2 separate regions of the Danio rerio genome follow, and region 1 is linked to region 2. A link is a contact called in public Hi-C data. All regions are on one chromosome and are shown on one strand. Each heading gives the region's core, a stretch centred on a gene start, on an enhancer-like site or on the middle of the called end of the contact. The rest is flanking DNA. Distances are from core to core; before and after follow the strand shown. Region 1 has its middle 13 kb from the start of cyb5b. Region 2 holds the start of cpne7 (copine VII).

Region 1 (2,700 bases), core at 106-2,605, 240 kb before region 2:
ATAAAACAAATAAATTGGCCAACTAAATAAAAAAATTGTGTTGTTTCAGCTTATTTATACAGGTAGTTTGAACAAGCTGCAGAAATCAATTTTTTGAGGGCAGTTTCAATGTACTGGATCTTCTATGTTAAGCTGCTTTGACACAATCTACATCGTAAAAGCGCTACAGAAATTAAGATGAAACGAATTGCTAAGTGTCTAAAATGTCAAGTTTGACCCTCAAACACATAGTTGAACCTGAGGACATACTCATGTTGTCAGCAAGACATTGTTTTCTGCACTATACAAAGGCTAATCGACTTTTCATGCACTCCCAAAGACAAGGACTCCACTTGAACTGAACTGATAACTGTGTTTACAAGAACAGACGACGGAAGCCTCTAGACTAGAGGTCAAATTCTGATATGGTAATGGGCGCTGTGATTTTGACACACTGTAAGTGACAAACCAATCACAACAGACTGGGCAATCTGACCAACAGTGGAGCAGAGCATGAAAATCATTGCATTTTAAACCCGCAGTATTATTATTATTATTATTTTGTAAAGCATTAAATTATCAGAGTTCTACATTTACTACTGCATTATTAAAATCTAAAAGTCGTGCTTGTTAACATTAGTTAATGCACAGTGAGTTAACATGAACTAATTTAACATAAAGATGAATTAATAATAAATGAATTACTAATTCTTTGTTCATGTTAGTAAATATAATAACTAACAAATCCATTATTGTGTTACCAAGTATGTCATTGTCTGATGCATTTTTTAAAACTGATCGTTTTAATCCTCTCCATTTCCACCACCATCTGTGCCTCATAGTCAGCAGAGTGTGTAAGATGTGAGAGAGGTTACAGGTTTTATTGAACGCTGTACAAACGGGGAAATCTCATCTCAAAAATGTGGCATATGACTCTTCAGGAGACTGGATATGTCACCACAGCAACGGATCATCATCTACACATCCTGACGGGTCAGAGAACATCCTATGAACACAAGCCTGACAAAAACAGCCAAGGTCAAAGCTCACTGCAGAGGCGTGACAGCGTTGATAATTAAGTCCACCCACGCTCTTTAACATACCAAACGCTTAAAACATCTTTTGTAGCAGAGAGCTTGGTTAAATGAATCTCTAGGTTTTCTAGGCTGTCCATGTTTTGTTTGTTCTGCTGTGATTGAATGGTGCTATTGAGTATGATAGATCAGAATGATAACCTTGGGAAAATTCTCAGTAAATGCCACAGAAGTTAAAACCATAATGTTGCTAAGAGGCTAAAATCTCTTCAGGCTTTATACTGATGGACACACACTGGTTTATTTGAAAAATGAATGGCACTTCTGAGAAATATGACTGGTATTATAAAAACAAAATCGTCAGTCGTATCTCTAATTAGTTTTACATTCAAGGTCTCCTCGTGGATGTGCTGGGATCACATAACTATAGCTAAATTCTGCTCACCTCATCTCATTAACCTCCTTGTTGAATGATTAGTCACATTTACATGTGGAATAAATGAATCGTGTCTCTTATGATTAATATCATTTCTACTGTGCAACCAGTAACCCGTTTGTGCGATGACGCGCTTGTTCCACTAGATGTCACTATGACTGTTTCAGCCGGTAAAACATAAACAGTGATTTTAAAGCGATAGTTCGCTAACAAATGAACATTTACTCTATTTACTCACCCCAAGTGGTTCCAAACCTTTATGAGTTTCTTTATTCTGTTGAACACAAAAGATGACATTTTAAAGAAAGCAGGAAAACGGGTATAGCCTAACCATTGACTTCCAGTATCATAAGAAAAACAGATAGCAATGGCTACTGGTTTATGGCATTCATCAAAATATCATATTTAGTTAGGAACAAGTGTAAATAATAAATAATAATTTTTGGGGGTGAACTATTAAATAAAAAATTAAATAATGATACTAGTGACTAATATTTAGTCTCTGAATGTGTTGGTCAGGTGTATTGGTTATTGCTCTCCTGCTGAGCCTCGTTTTGGAGGGTTTTTGACCATTTCCAGACTGCCCTAGTGGCAAAGAATTCTGGCCCAGATTTTGCATAAAGCTGGCACAGCAGGGATTCATCCGGCACTGACATACAGCATGTGGGCCAAACATGGCCCGGGTTTGGCAGAGGTGGCACTGTCTTTAAGGCGGCACACAAGATTTGGGCCAAATGTAAAACGAAGTAGCTATTTGGCCCAGATTTAAACAAATGATATGTGGGCCATGTGAGTTTGACCAGTCTCGACCCACATTTAAAATACATTATAACAATTTTGGAGTAAAAAAAAAAAATCTACCAATCAGGTCACTTCGATAAAAAGCATGCCCGTAGAGCCCGTAGTAAAGTGCAACGCTTCATGGGTTTATCAATTTCATTGCAATCGTAACACACCAACCTAGCTGGCCCAGTTCAGGCCCAGTTATGAGTTATTAACTTGGCTGAGACTTGGCCCAGATATGGTCTGTGTTTGGCCCTTGTCTGGAAGCCAGATTTGATCCAGTCATGTACCGTAATTCACTGCGGCATGTGGGCCAAGCAAAACCTTCCAGCCATTTCCAGCCTGATCATTGCTGGTCTAATTGGTAGATGACCAGCTAAAACCAACTTGACCAGCCAGGGGTGCGTTTCCCAAAACCATCATTAGCCAACTAAGGGCGCAAGTTCTGTCCAAACATAGTTTGTTAAT
Region 2 (2,700 bases), core at 6-2,505:
GCCTATATTTGAGACTATATTGATCTGGTTATTATGCTATAGGTTGAATTACTTTTGATTGACTTGCACTGTACTATTGACATAACATTACAGAATAGCTCTTTGGGTCTCATAACAGTTGTAGCCCTTCCGTTTTTTTTCCATTTAAGGCTAGCTAAATGGTTTTGAATTTGATTTCTCTTCGCCAGTGACAGTTCAAAAAGGTTAACTACTTGCCATCCAAGTTTGTTATTAAACTCAGTAGCAATTTTGAGTCCCGACCAACCTTTTGTTTTGACTTATTTCGATGTTCGCGCCAAACAACCAACTGTAATTCGCACCATTTGGTTCACATTACCAAATAACATTTAAGTGTGCATTTTATGCACTGCCATTAACGTCTATCGGACGAAATTACCATTCGCGACTAGTGAATACAGTAGGCATGCCATCATTCAGCCGGGAACGCGCTTGGTTCAGCAGCGCAGATCATGGACAGCTCCTCTCACATCCCTATATCCACTTTACTTCAAGAACCAATCAAGCCATTGAAGCACGGAAATTACAACACGGTAAATGATTTATCTCACGTTACATATATTTGATTTCACTGACATTTGAACTTAAAAACATGAAAGCTATTCGACACAACGTAAAGATTAATCGCCTGATCCTTTAATTGGCGCTTATGAGACGCGGATAGCCTAACGTTTAATATAATAAACAAACTTTTCTCTTCATAACGCAAATAACCCATTTTAAACGGTGTATAGCTATAAAATGACAACATAACAATATGAAGTGAGTCTTACCAGATTATACTTCAGTCCAGCTAACTTCATTTCTCTAGCGGGTGACATAACACCGACTGTATTTTTAGAATTTATCCCACAGTCTACTTTATTATTCGGTTACCAAAACACTTGTGAACGTAGATGTCGATTTAAGCATAGTTATTTAATTTTCCGTAAAGATTTGTTATCACCGTCAAGTTATAAATGTCACATAGGCTATGTAAACACCCTAACCATCACTAACAACATCGCATTTGATAGCTAATAACAGCCTACTAATATATTAATAACACTAATATACATTTCTTGATGACAAACAGCGAACATAATCTAGTGAGTAAATAAGAGAGCAGTGTTCTTACCTGCTGTTGCTGCTGCTCTTCTCTCAGTATGTGTGTGTGTGTGTATGTGTGTGTGACTCAAGCCCACCGAGCGCTAGTTCTGCTTTGCCGTCATGTTACGTTGAAGAGCTACATTGGAGTGAATTTTACAGCTTCTTTATCCGAACAGCCTTGGCAAGAGAAAAGACTTTGCTTGACGTCAGTTTCGATAAGAAAACACATATCCAGGTTGAATGAATGTTTTTTTAAAGTGCCATTTTAAGGTAAATGATAGGGATATAATGGGTTAATTAAATCATGAATAATCTGGGTTATTGCTAACACATTTAGCAGTTTAGAGATTAGCCCTTAATGTCTACAATACAATACAGATTATACCATAACCATGACGTGTTGACGTTTACCCTTCGTGAGTTATGGATATGATAACATTCATGGACTTTCAATGGAATTAAATGAACTGAGATTTAAGAGGATTTTGGATTCTTGTCTCCACTAAATTCAACTTTGTGTGTGTGTGTGTGTACTAGTATAATGTCACATAGGCTATGTAAACACCGTAACCATCACTAACAACATTGCATATGATAGCTAATTACAGCCTACTAATATGTAAATAACGCTAATATACATTTCTTGATGACAAACCGCAAACAAAATCTGAGTAAATAAGAGAGCAGTGCTCTTACCTGCTGTTGCTCTTCTCTTAGTGATAGTTGTACTGTATTACAGTGGTTTACGAGGACATTGCTGGTGTCCTTCTAATTCAAACGCTTCAAAATTATATTTTATGTGGTCTTTTGACTATTTTTTTGCCACCGTTTTTTAATATGAGGGCTAGATTTAGGGGTAGGGACATATAATTAGCATTTTTTTCCATATAAAATACATTATGTCTATGGAGAGTCCATATAAACCACCAATACCAACAAAAAACAGTCCATTTTTGGAAATTGATACTTACAACATCTGAATAAATAAGCTTTCCATTGATGTTTGGTTTGTTGAGACTGAACAATATTTGTTCAAGATTTTAAAGAAAATCTAAATATTCGAAAATTGCCTTTAAAGTTGTCCAAATAAGGTCTTAGAAATGTATATTTTTGTTTAAAAAAATACGTTTTGATATATTTACATATATTTCACACACTGAGGAAGGCATTGTGCCAAAACGTTTGTGTCTTTAAATCACCCGAAGAATGTAAAAAGAAAAACAGTACGAAGCAATTGATGAGTGCGAATCATTACCTTTTTGAATATTAGCATTGACAAAATTGATGCGCCAAATAAGTTTCTTTAAAAACCGCAAGCGCGCAGGGCAAACTTCTGCACTCTACATGTATTTACAAAAGGAAATTTACTAAATGGAAGGTGAAATTTTACAAAAGTTGAAAATTTAACAATTTTGACTCATGCAACATATTGTAAACGTACTTGTGCAACATAAGATTGGTTTTGTGGTCCAGGGTCACAAACAGTTGATTCATGCAAATTAGTCCATAGAACAAATACATTTAAGTAAATAGAATAATAATAATTAGGGACTAATAAGAGACTAAGCCGAAAATGAAAATGAATGAATGAAT

Evidence for each region. A called contact is a pair of places that touch in the nucleus more often than the background predicts.
Region 1: a contact with region 2 is called in a Hi-C map of embryo, with 3 times the contacts expected there. The contact joins the enhancer-like site here to the promoter of cpne7 in region 2. A contact is called at or near these places in 4 of 18 Hi-C or Micro-C datasets (caudal fin, embryo and an unstated tissue) and 2 of 4 datasets of contacts at active chromatin or transcription factors (caudal fin and embryo).

The regions. Positions count from the first base shown.
Region 1 is chr7:73,162,671-73,165,370 of GRCz12tu, reverse strand. No RefSeq gene overlaps it. Among named protein-coding and RNA genes, the nearest start is that of cyb5b, 13 kb to the left of the region's middle. Within about 2 kb of position 1,355, at least 7 of the 62 cell types and tissues checked have an H3K27ac peak or open chromatin away from gene starts, as enhancers often do.
Region 2 is chr7:72,925,957-72,928,656 of GRCz12tu, reverse strand. It overlaps cpne7 (copine VII), which reads right to left and starts at 1,255. Exons shown (of 18, transcript XR_012382847.1): 1 at 1,136-1,255.